Regions from separate parts of the Sus scrofa genome. Here region 2 is linked to region 1. The links are chromatin contacts, called in public Hi-C maps. All regions are on one chromosome and are shown on one strand. The core of a region is the stretch at or near the end of the contact, and the rest is flanking DNA. Distances in the headings are between cores, read along the strand shown.

Region 1 (6,566 bases), core at 2,708-5,207:
AAGGAGAAAGTTGCTTGCGAGATACTCATTTCCTTTCCTGACTTTTTTTTTAATGCCGAGTTCACTAGAGTTTATGACAAGCATCTTTCAGAACAAGAAGAGAAAACACTTTTCTATTTGCAGTGATCACACAGCAGAGTGATAGATTACCTCAAATTTTAAAGTTTCAAAATAGGGGGGTAATGAAACCTGAGCTCTGCTTAGTGGCAGCACTTCAAGGAACTGGCAGGATGTGAGAGGAGAAGGCCATGTGCCTAGACAGAGGCTTTGGGGTTCGTAGCCTCAGCAGGTTTCCTGGCCATAGCTTCTGACTGGTAGACAAGGAGAAAGCTGTCAGATTTCCAGAAAGCGCTATGACCCTGGACAATGAAGAAACCTTAATGAACTAGAGCTATCTGCTCTCTCTCCCCCCCTTACCAATTAAAGCCTGGGTGGAGACGAGCGTCTCCGATAGTTATGAAAATTTAATCTCCTGCTAGCCTGACAGAGTGAGAGCTTTGAGTCTCTTCATTAGATGTTTTAAAACAGCAAATAAAAGGGTATTTCTTATACACTTGAGGCTTTTCTTTTATACTTTTTAATTTGGAAATAATCTCAAAGTTGCAAATATTAAAATAGTACAAGGAATATTCATCTGTCCTTTTCCCAGATTCACCTAGTGTTAAAAATTTCCCCTATTTGCTACATAGCAGATGTGCTATTTTTTTTTTTTTTTTTGTCTTTTGTCTTTTTGTTGTTGTTGTTGTTGCTATTTCTTGGGCCGCTCCCGTGGCATATGGAGGTTCCCAGGCTAGGGGTTGAATCGGAGCTGTAGCCACCGGCCTACGCCAGAGCCACAGCAACGCGGGATCCGAGCCGCGTCTGCAACCTACATCACAGCTCACGGCAACGCCGGATCCTTAACCCACTGAGCAAGGGCAGGGACCGAACCCGCAACCTCATGGTTCCTAGTCGGATTCGTTAACCACTGCACCACGACAGGAACTCCCAGATGTGCTATTTATCTAACTATATATGTTTGTATATATAGTTACACAATATGTATTATATAAATAAAAATTTACATACTATATAAATATAAAGATAATATATATGCATAATATATATATTACATATAGTATTCCTCTGAACCATTTCACAATAAGTTATATATACCATGATCCTAAACTATTGCATTGAATATTGAATATAAGGGCCAAGAGAGATATTCTCTCTCGTAAACATAGTTTGGGTTGACAGATTTAGCAAATAAAAATGCAGGACACTCTGGACAAATTCCAACAAAAATTACAGCTTCTGAGTTTCCCTGACTAGGAAAACTATTATACTCCCTCTTCTGGATACACTTAGATACTGTTCTTGGATTTGATGAGTTCTGGGTCCTCTTAATTACTCTTCAATTACTAAGCAATAAGCCAGAGACACTGGGAAGTTTCTGGTAACAAATTTATGTCTGCCATGATCTTGCTGATAAAAGTGAGGGCTGGATGGCTCTGATGTTGAAATGAAACTTATTTCTCCCATTCTTTATATTTGTCCTGTATAGTTCTATCTCTGGAAAGTTCTGTTGACTTACTAATGTTGTTCAGAACTGAATAAATGTAATAATTGTCATATAAAAACCGCTGCTTAATCAAATTTAATACGCATATAAATCATCATTGGATCTTGTTAAAATGTAAACTCTGATTCAGCTGAATTGGGATGGGGCCTGAAATTTTATATTTCTTCATAAACTCCCAGAGGACACTGCTACACTGGTCCTCCTGTCACACTTTGAGTAGCAAGATTCTGACCACCTATGCCACAATCAATAGATATTTGTTAAATATGTAGGTATCTAGGCCCTATTCCAATACACTCACTCAGAATCCCTGGGGCAGTGTCCAGGAATATACATTTTCAAGAAACTCTTAGGGCTACCAATGGTCAATGGGTTCGAATGGCCCTTTACCTTTTTCTCTATTATTAACTTTTTTCCTTCAAAGCCCATTGCTGGTCCCTTCAGCCACTTGGTTTTACCAACTACCTCATACTCTGAATTCTTAACAGCTGTCTGCAGCAGGTATTTGACGTTTATCATGGGCTATGTCTTTGGCAAACATCCTGTCTCTGCAAATTTTATTTTTAAAAATGAGTAATTATGTTTTATAGTTTCTTATAGCCTCGGCTCCTGGCATAATACTCGGTGTAGAGAACATATGTGTTTAACAGACATTCATGATGGACAATAACAATGATGAGAGCAAAGGGTGAATTTCTCCCCAGGACACGTGGTTATTTCCCAGGCCTTGTGTGATTAAAAGAACCTGCTGACTCCGTAAAGGAAACACTCAACTGATTAGCAAAAACTGTAATTCCCAACTACAGCATATTATATTCCAGGAATTGGTGCTACAATCCATTTGTAGCTCGGTAGTTTGAATTTCATTATGGTAAATGGCACTTTTAGAGGAACGAAAGGAATATTTTGAATTTATTATTTCTTTTATCTGTGAACCTCAAAGCATTTTAAAGCCATTTATTAAGTTGCTGTAGCCAAGGTGTAAATATTATTATTTTGGTCTTTTTGTCTTTTCTAGGGCCGCACCGGCGGCATGTGGAAGTTCCCAGGATAGGGGTCCAATTAGAGCTGTAGCCTCCCGCCTACACCAGAGCCGCAGCAACGCGGGATCCGAGCCGCATCTGCGAGCTACACCACAGCTCACGGCAACCCCGGATCCTTAACCCACTGAGCAAGGGCAGGGATGGAACCCGCAACCTCATGGTTCCTAATCGGATTCGCTAACCACTGAAACCACGACAGGAACTCCAAAGGTGTAAATATTATTATACCCTCCTTACAAAAACGTCCACCAGCGAAAGAGTTGTAAGGTACTTGGTTAAAGTATCGAGCTATTGTAAGAAGGTTACATCAAGAAACTCAGTAACAGCTGTGTCTGACTAAGCACCATGTCAGGTAAGCACTTAGCATCTCCCACACTTCGTCTTGCGAAGAGAGGAGGCCAAAATAAGGTGAAATTTAAGATTGCAATCATCTTTCCTCTCCCTCTGTATTCCTATTCCTCTTTGCACTCTGTTAAGATGCTCACACATTCTTACTCATGCTTAATTAAATGCTAACACATCTTTCGTCTTTCACAACTTGTCTTTTTCCCCTCCAGTCATCTTGTTCTCCCTACCTCCCAGTCCACTGTAGCAGCAGAGCAAAAAGAAGTGCCAGCTGAGATCTGAAACGAGGTTGGAACCCTCGTCCAGGCACTTAGGAATTCCGTCTCTTTGAGAAGGTCGGGTTCACTCAGAGGCAGTTTCCTCTTTGTGTGTAAAATGGGGATGGATCACGTCTAATTTACTCTGTCACAGGATGGGTGAAACCACAGGTCGCGATTCGTAAATTGTAAAGCACACTCCCTTACTGTACCTGTCTTGTTTAATTTAATTGAAGCCCGGGGCCACAACGTGAAGGTTCCTAAACCGACAGGGTGTGCCCGCAGGGACCAGCCTAGAGGTCTTTTATCCTTTGAGAAAACGCAGGGCATGGAGTTGCTGGGAGGCGTAGTCTTTGCCGCAGTCTCAACACACCGCTGGGAAAGAAAAGAACTACAACTCCCGTGAGGCCGTGCGGAGACAGCCGGGCGCACCCTCCCGCCAGCGCGAGCCTTGAGACTAAACGGGAGGGGGCCTTCGCGCGCCCTGCGGGCTCACACGGGAGCCCTGGGGCGCCCCTCGGTGGCTGAGCCAGAAAAGGAGACGCATGGGAGTCTGCGGGGATCGTAACAAGGACAAAGCACATGGAAAAAGGCAAATTAAAAACTAAAAATCGTTCCTCACCACCTGGCGGGCCCTAACTCGTGGGGCTAGGAAGGCGTCGCTTCCCGGCCAGCGCCTCCCACCGCCCGGTGCCCCGGGGGCTTAAATCTGCAGGGGCGGGAAGGGGCGGGGCCGGCGGCGCGGGTGGGGCGGGGCCTAAGGCGGCGAGCGCTGCTGGCGGCGGCGGCCACAACCCAGACATCTGGGACTGTTGTTCTCTCGCGGCGGGACCGCCTCGGTCCGTTCGCCCAGAGAGACCGGGAGCTGGTCTAGTGGGGAGCGGGCGGCCGCGCGCCCCCTCTCGTGCTTCCCCGAAGCTGCGCAGGAGCTGGCACAAACATCCTGCGGCTGGTCTCCAATGCCCTTCAGTGAGGAGGGGGCGTCGCGACCCTGGTGAGCGTACGTCAAGCCCTTCCAGTTCGGTGTCTGCGCGGGTCCCCTAGGCCCGCACCCCCGTCAGGCTGCCATGGCTGAAAACGCAGAGGGAGACCTGAACTCCAACCTGCTCCACACCCCCTACCACACCGGGGACCCTCAGCTAGACACGGCCATCGGGCAGTGGCTGCGTTGGGATAAGGTGGGTACCTGGTCGGCTCGGCATCCGCCCTCTCCTCCCGCCCCCCACCCCTTACACTGTACGCCCTTTCGCGTCCCCACCCGCTGCCCGGCGGGCTGTGGGGGAGACGGCTCCCGCCGCCGGGCGGGGGTCAGCGGAGTCGGGCGTTACCACGCACCTATGCTTGGGCTGCCTCCTGGGACCATTTAAGCTGAGAAGGAACGCCTGTAGTCGCTTCCTTTTGCAGTGAGCGAAATTGCAACCTCCCTTCCTCCTCCGCCCCCCCCCCCCAGGTGTATGTCATCTCTCTCAAAAAATAATAATAGTATAACATCATCATCATCATCATAAGCTCTACCCTTACTGGAGCTATTTCCTTTTCCCTTTCTTCTCCCTTGACTTCCTATTTAACAAATCTGAAAGTGGTTTTGTTGGGTTTCGCCCCCCCCTCCCCGTTTCCCCCCGCACCCTTCTTGGACGTTTCTAACCGCTATCCGCTTTAGTCCTGGTCCGGTGTGTTTCCACCTTTCGTCGCTAGGTAATCGCCGGTCTTTTATCACTCCCTGGTATATTCTCTAATATCACCTTTTGCTTTTGAGAAAGGTAGAGGTTCTCTTTCTTTCTCGGCCAGGAGTTGTTTTCTGGAAGTATCCTGTTCCAGAAATCGTTTTCCAGGTTTCATGTGATGTTTCTGACACAGAATTGTTTTTGCTTTACCGACTCCCTCCCCATTCCTCCCACTCCTCCAAATTGTTGCGGCGATTTCCTCTTGTGCGGGCATATGGGATGGATATGTGAGAGCTAGAATTAAAATAGAGCTAGCTCGCTTGAAAAGAGGCCCCTGGTGGCTCCAACCAGAGGAAGATGATCCAGGCTTTTGCTTTGTGAAAGTCTAAATGCATTCGCTCATGTAGAGAGGACAATATGTTTAAATGGAGTTACTGATACTGAATGAAAGAATTGGTACGGTAATATGTGAAATTGTTATTCAGTCTCATAAAGGATTATTAGCTTTCTGAAAAAGTTTTATTTTCACTTTGTTGAGTAATTCATGGATTCAGCAAAAAATATCTGTTGAGCAGTGGGTAATGTGCGGGGGCCTTTAGGTCCAGGGTATGCTATTGTTGAGGAAGCTAGAAAGGGTTGGTTCCTGCCCTCAACAGCCTTCAGTCAGAAGATAAGGAAGACCAACAAATAAGCAATTACGAGTTATTTACTATGCCTGGGATATATATATATGTCTTGGACATTCTGATTCTTCCTCTGGAGTCTAAACCAGTGCTTCTCAAACTTTGAAGTACTTACAGATCCCCTGAATCTTGAAATGCAGATTGTGATTTAAGAGGCTTGGGGTGGGGCCTGAGATTCTACTTCACAATGAACTCCCAAGTGATACTAATGCTTCTGGTCTGTGGACCACACTTTGAGGAAGTAGCAAGAACCTAGAGTGTTTTGATTGAGATACCAAATGAGAGAACTAGCATCTCATTATATATATATTTTTTTCAGTCAAGTGTGCAAAACCTGTGATATCTCATTAATTATCATAAGGATGTGCAAAGTGAAAATAACTTTAAAGTCCTTTTGCCAGTATTTATTAATGGCCTGCTGTGAATGTAGTTCCTTGTTGTGGAAGGATACAAAAGAAGCGAAGATTCAGTGATTCCTCTGCTGCTTTTAGTCCAATGGGGTGAAGAAGTCTAATAGAAATCAAAGAGGCTTACCATACTGTGAATGATATGTACTACAAACTGACCATATAAATATCTTCAGCGGAGAAAACTAAATTACAAATGAATGTTACCCTTACAAGTTTAGTATAGTTAATTGCTATTGTTTAAAGCCACCTGTTGTCATTCAGTGACTCTGATGACTCCCTGAAGTGAAAGGAAAATTTATGAAATTCAGAAACACTTGTAGAATTTCAGCAGTTTAATTTACTAGTAACTGTTCTGTATGTCAACGCCTTTGGCCCTTCAGCAGTAAGTTTGGTGTTCACTGCCATGGATAAGATCTTTTGTTCTCCTTAGGTGCCAGCTTTGACGACACTTTTCCTAACGAGTCCTCAGTTGCTTTTTTTAAAAAAAAATTTGCTGAATGAACTAATGATTTATTAATTGTCCATGCTATGCTAGATATTTGTGGGATATACTGAAATTCAAAAGACTATGAAGTAATATAAACATGAAAAAATAACACT
Region 2 (6,566 bases), core at 1,222-3,721, 38 kb before region 1:
GGGCCCAGTGTAAAATGAAAATGCAAAGCCCTTTGTTGAAAAATAATTAGAATTTCAAGATGGGGAGTTCCTCTGGGTCATAGCAGATTAAGGATCCAGCATTGTCAAGTGCAGTGCCTTGGGTTGCTGCTATGGTGCAGGTTTGATTCCTGGCCCAGGAACTTTCACATGCTACAGCCGGAAAAAAAAAAAAAAAAAAAAAAAAAGAATCTCAAGATGATGACAGCAGGTTAAAATCAGCGTGGGCCCCTCTAAGGGCAGGACCCTCGTGGCATGTCAGTGCCTGACAACGTGTGCAATAAATGCAAATCTTTTTTTCTCTCTAGATCATTGATTCCAACCCTCTCCTTTTGCAGCTGAGCAAACTAGAGTCCAAAGATGGAAAAGGCCAGTTAATGGAAGAGCCAGGATCATAACCCAAACTTCTCTGTTCCCAGTGAGTAGTTTTCGCTTCAGCATTTCCCAGGTGTGTTCTGTATGATGATACCAGATAGCCCACGAATAAAGGTTTCCATCAACAAGCAAGTTTGCAAAACACTGGATTAAGGTCAAATAGACGTCTTTTGCAGAGCTCCTCAGAGATTCTCCCTTGAGCATCGTGAAGCTCCAAGATAAGCCTATGACATGGAACATTTCCCCCCGAAGGACTAACACAGACTTCTTCCTCCGGAGCATATTAAACATCTCAGAACGCTTGCTGAGACATTGCTGCAGGGCAGTGGAAACCTCCATGGACTTTGATTTGTGGGGTGTGGTGGTTCTTATGCTAAATTAAAAGCAATCCCATTCCTTCCATTAGGCCTTTCTGTCTGCATCTCTGCCCAGCTGACTTGGGAGGCTGAGGATATAAAAATAATGAAAACCAGATTCTAGAAAGAGCACACTTGTTTAGAGTCACCCAAATGCATCCAAAAGGCAGACTGGATGCTACTCAGCTCTTCTCCCAGGAGGAGGAATATAAAGGAAAAAACCTACACCCTGTGACCCTCAAATTCTTTCCATTCTGAGTAATTTGCTCACAGCCACCACATCACAAAAGTACTAGCTAGAGCCTCTTAAGAGGGGACACAGGAGCCCAGGGAACCAAGGTTCTTATCTCAGCTCTTCCACTATTTGCCATCGGACCTAGACTAGTTCACTATCGGCTCAGCCTCTTACTTTGAAAACTTTTTTGCATCAAATTAATCTCTCCCTTCCTCAGGCTACCATACACTTACATTTTGTCTATACCATTCCTCCCCTTGGGCCCTTGAAAATCTCTTGGGAACATAGTTTGAGAACCAGCAAACCCGATGGGCTCTATAGCTCATCTCGGTTCTGATAACCTGTAATTCAAATTTGTATGTACTTTTGCAAGCTTTGCCTCCGATTGTTATTAAAGGACCCCAGCTCCTTGTGTATTGCTTCTCTTAATCTCTGGGAAGCACCAGGAGTGGTTCTCACTTGCTGGCTTCTTGAGATGCCAGGACTCCCCAGTCCACAGACTCTATTACATGGACTGTGCAGAGGAGAGAAGAATACTTTTCTCCCACCATTGTGCTATATTTTGTCCCATGAATTTCCAATAGGTATCGTTGATGCCCTTTTGATGCACGAAGACCTTAGTAAAGCAGCTCTTCTGTATTTGGCTAATTCCTTCTCACCCCCATTTCCCTCCACAAACTACTAAGCACGAGCCAATGACAGCGCAGGGGTAGGGCTGCAGTGAGGCCGAGAAAGAAAGCTGCATGATAAACCTAACACTGACTGAACTCTGACCCACTTCTCTTTGATGCTGAAGATTCTGTCGCTAGACCCAACTGCCGGTTTCTTCGCTTTGCTTAGGATAAGTTCCTCTCGGGAGACACCAGAGGCCTTCGTGAAAATTAGACTTGCTGAGTTGGGCCTCCTTGGTGGAAGCGTCTGCTGGGGCCTCTGGGAAGCGTATGCCCACGAGAAGTAAGAAAGGCAGGAGCCTTCGTGGGGAGCCTCCTGGGAAGGAGAAAGGGGAGAAGGAACAGGACAGGGGGGAGAGCCTCAGACGGCAGTTCGGATCTGACGCCTCTGAAAGGAGAGGGAGAAAGAGGGAGGCTCGGGCAGGAGACGCCTCAGCCGGCATCGCAGCTCTGAGAAAGTCTCAGCCAGGCTAGTGGGGAGCCACAGAACAGCCCTGCCCATTAGAGAGGCCCTGTGGGGGCCAGAGATGGCTTGGCTCTGCCTGTCTGCAGGCAATCACTGACAGGAAGAAGGAGAGGAAGCGCCTGCATGTGGTGTAAACACAGCAGCAGACGTCAAAGATGCTGCAGCTGACAACACTCTTCCCAGCGGGCCCTGGGGAGGGGGGGATCCGAGCAGTGTCCACCCCAGGTCTGCCACACTGGACGTGCCCGCGCCCGTGTGAATTCAAAACGGGGATGTAATTTAAGCTCAAACGCAGGCCTATCTTACATATTTACTGCAGGTAAATATTTACTGAGCCTGTAACAGGGATTACATTCAGCACCGCAGCGGCCCAGCCCTCGCCAGGGGACCGACTGCGTCTGGGAAGGTTTCAGGTAACAGGGTGCGTTTTTATGACCATCATTGTCAGCAATGGGCCTGTTTCACTAGCCTCCACTGCACACGAACACTGTGTCAAGCTCAGTACAAAAAAGAATAATCCTTAGGGAGCTCAAGTTAAGTTTGCAGTAAGAGATTCTTCCCCCGTGGGGGCTCAGAGGAGACTTCTGAAGACTTTTCTCATGCCAGTCACTAGACGGGCCAAGGTGGAAGGAGCCTTTTGGGAGAATTCACCTTGGAAGTTACCGGAGAGGCCTTGAAATTGATCTGGCAGCCAATCGGGTGGCACAAGGGCGTGCTCCACCCCCACGACGGTGCCAGCCAGGACTCGGGATTTGCTGAGAGGCAGGCCCAACACCTGTTGTGGCTCCTGGATCAGAGTCAAAATTTGGGAGGGAGAAGGGAGAGAAAAGGAAGGAACTGGGAAAGAGGGATTTATAGAGAGAAGAGATAAGACAGCGGGCTTTTCAAAACCAGGCCAAAATTCATCTCAACCTAATCACTTGGCATAAGAGATTAGAGCATCTGTGGCAGAAAGAATGTTGGGCCTGACACCCAAGCTCTGCCTCTAATTCCCCGGCTGACCTTTGTCACTCAATGCCCCCTCCGGGCCTGTGCTCCTTGGCTATAATCTGCAGTTAGACCAGACATTCCTTAAAGTTCTTTCCATGTGAACAGTCTACCATTCTAACAGCTTCCATGAAATCGCCCTGCAAGGACCTGCAGACAGGCATGAAATAAAAAGGGGTACAGGATGAAAATAATTTCCAGTGACTTCCGAAATAAATAATACACTAAACAGAACATAACAGGCATCAGCACGGGCAGTAGAGTGTGGGGTGCGGATCAGTAAAATCTCCAAGGGGAGCTCGTTTCATGATCGGACATTCACGACATCGCTACGGGGCCCTGTTCCATGCTTACACAGAAGTGCAGATGATCTGGGGAGGAAAATAGTTCCACCTGTCAGCTGGTTCTAAAAACTCTGAGGTTCACAAACATTCCAACAACACATGAACCCCCAATGCTATCAAAACAAAGCGACAGCACGGTCCCTGTTCTCTTCCAAACCCTCCTCCAGTTTTCTCTAATAGACACACGCCATTTCCACTCCCCTTGAATGCTGCACTTGCTGCTTATTTGCACCTAAATGAGAGGGCTGGGAGGGGAAAGCATTCTGAGAGATTCTTCCCTAGGCCTAGGATTCTAAGACCAGGATTTCACGCTCCCTTCTCATTTATGCCTCTTACTGAGCTAAGAAAACACCGCAGGTAAAAAACAAAAACAAAACACTACAATCAAGGGAATGGCATCATAAGCAGCCAATCAGGAGACGGCTCCGGGCCTTCAGATATTATTCCTTCCAGGCCAGCCCCCCACCCCCAACCACCCCCAGAGAGGATCAGGTTTTCTCCTGGGGTTTCTTCCCTTTTGAATTAGGCACCACTGAGGGCTCCGGTCCAGAAACACAAACCCTAAACCTCATCTCTGGTAGACAAACAGGTCTAGGGAGATCGTGTGACCTGCAGGACAGACGGCTCTGGGCTCCCTGGCAGACGGGGCTGAAGTGAAGGGAAAGGGGGTGGTGGCCATGAGGACACAGGAGCAGCCACAGGAGGACGTGCAGCCTAAATAAATAATGACAGGTTTGGCAGCAGACACGATTCTCAGACACGCAAGGGGCCTACAGGTAGGGAGTCTGCTAACTCAGACTCTCGTCCTTTGGATCTCAGCTTTTAAATAGCATTTCCTCTGGAAGCAGAGTGCCTCACACCGTTGCACAGGTTGCACCCTGCACACAGCTGGGGTCCGCCATAGATGTTACAGAGTTATCTATTTGTATGACAATTTTCTGGCAGCTGGGAGTCAAATGTTTTGAGGAAAGGGTGTGTCCTTTTTGCTGATTTTTAAAAAAGTGCCCTATGGGCTGGCAGCGATCCTGCTGAGAAGCCTTTCCTGATCAGGTTTAGCACCCCTCGTACCTGCTTCAGAAGGACCCCGAATTCCACCCCCCACCAGCCATCACACCTAGCTCGCTTTATTGTAATTACCTGTTTACTGGTCTGTATTCATACTGGGTTATCAGCTTTGTAAGGGCAGGGGCTGTGTCTTGCTCAACACGGGACCCCAGGCTCAGAATGGTGCTTGGGCCCAGCACAGGCTCCATGGTATTTGCTGAATGAATGAACATCACATTCTGAGCCAGTCCAATGACCTGGCTCTGACTCTAGCAGAAAGAGTCGTAGCCACATCCTGGGTTCAAGACCTTGCTCTTCCTCTCACAAACTATGTGACTTTGGAGCAGTCGCACAGTGACTTTACCCTAATGTCCTTGATGCAAAATATAGGGGTAGCCTTGCCCTGCTCTGACCACCTCAAAGGGTCACTGTAAGAAAAAAATTTACAACTACCCCTGGGTGAACCGTAAAGATATGAGATGACATGAGAAGCTAGGAGCTGTTCCAGGGAAGCTGGACCTTCGAGGGGCCAAGGACCAGGAGCAGTAGCCCCGTATCTGAACACAGTGAGTAGTGACCTCCAGCAGAAAACGAAGGACATCTGGGTCAGGCAGTTACTTTTTTGGTTGCCAGGGACAGAAACCCCAAGTTGTCAAAAGTCAAATGTATCACTTGGGAAAGTTGTAGCCGGGCCTCCAGGACAGTGGAAACAGGCGCAATTTAATGCCACAAGGTAGACAGTTGGCTGGTTCTCCTCCCCCTTCTCATCCCCCCTTCCCCCAGCCCCACCCCAGACCTGCCTCCCTCTCTTTTGGGCCTCCCTGCTACAGATGGGCTCCCTCCACACAGCAAGGCACGTGGCTACTGACAGTTTCTGGCTCCGTCTCAGTCTTGCCATCTGAGGGATGACTGAGCCCCTTAATTCCAGCTCACACACTATCCCTCTGCCCTGGCTTGAGCTGACATATCCAGCTCTGGGCCGAGGGTGAAGGATAGTGATTTTTAGCCCCCATGGGAGCCACATGACTGGGATGGGGCCACCAGTGTTCAAACAGAAGGAAGGTTACTATTCCCAGAGGAAAGGGTGGGGGCCAGGCTAACAAAACAATAGATGCCCCCCCCCCCCCATTTTCTAAAGATTATTCACATGCTGAGACCTGAAATGCCACCATTTGCAAACAATTAGCTTTGGTTTGGGTTCCGCCCCTCTAGGCTCCTTCTCTGAGGTCCTTGTAACAGAAGGAGGAGAGCAGAAGGGTGACAGGAGCAGGGAGAGGGGTGGACAACTAAGTAAAACCACCGGGCATTTTCCTCGGCAAACCTTCAGTAAATAATCAGGGGCCAACCACAAATCGAGAAAGGTTAGTTCCCTTTCTAGACTGGCAGTTGCACCACTTCACCTGCTCAACATCGGACCTAACATCCTCTGGCTTCAGCCAGGTTGTGGCTCAAGTGACAGTGTAACTGAAACGATACTAAGCTGCTGTCTGACTGCCCACTTCACTCTCTGTTCCAGTAGCAGAGCAGAGACAAGGACGCTCTCTTATCTCCCTGTAAAGAGTCAAAACCACATACCTTACAGATGGAGCACTGAGTCTCCAAGAAGGACTATTTCTTCTCCAAAATCACATCTTAAAAGGGAGTTACTGGCCGTGCCACGAGCAGTGTCACCGGCACTTGTCCTTTCCCAGCGTACCACCCCTTGTTTGTCTGCACGCTTACAGCCTGAAAGATGAGCTACCCCTTAATCTCCACTTCCTCCCTTTCTTTTGTCTTTCCGGGTCACTTATTAAGGTGCCTTCTCTAGGTGAGTTTCACTATATGACTGCTTAGTCAACTCTAGGTCCCAGACATCTAGCAGTTGCCTTATCCTCAGCTGTCAGGAATGAAATTCTGACACCACAGACCTCCCCCCCCACACACACACCACCAGTTATGCAGTATTTTCTTCACTACTCTTTAGCATGAATTCACTTTTTGTTGTTGTTGTTGTTGTTGTTTTGTCTTTTGCTGGGCTGCACCTGCGGCATATGGAGATTTCAGGCTAGGGTTCTAATCAGAGCTACAGTT

Evidence for each region. Hi-C and Micro-C count contacts between places; a contact is called where the count stands out from the background.
Region 2: a Hi-C map of skeletal muscle shows a contact between it and region 1, with 3 times the contacts expected there. The contact joins the enhancer-like site here to the promoter of PGM2L1 in region 1. A contact is called at or near these places in 1 of 5 promoter capture datasets (liver), 21 of 47 Hi-C or Micro-C datasets (alveolar macrophages, blood, brain and 11 more) and 2 of 2 datasets of contacts at active chromatin or transcription factors (alveolar macrophages and skeletal muscle).

What each region holds. Positions count from the first base shown.
Region 1 is chr9:8,759,112-8,765,677 of Sscrofa11.1, reverse strand. PGM2L1 (glucose 1,6-bisphosphate synthase) reads left to right here and starts at 3,957. Exons shown (of 14, transcript XM_003129639.5): 1 at 3,957-4,387. The coding sequence starts at 4,277.
Region 2 is chr9:8,795,651-8,802,216 of Sscrofa11.1, reverse strand. It overlaps LOC106504800 (a long non-coding RNA gene), which reads right to left and starts at 6,392. Exons shown (of 3, transcript XR_002335531.1): 1 at 6,072-6,392. LOC110255398 (a long non-coding RNA gene) reads left to right here. Exons shown (of 2, transcript XR_002335532.1): 2 at 357-2,126. Within about 2 kb of position 2,471, at least 21 of the 83 cell types and tissues checked have an H3K27ac peak or open chromatin away from gene starts, as enhancers often do. A contact at or near this core is called in epiblast stem cells, fetal skeletal muscle and skeletal muscle, where this site is marked.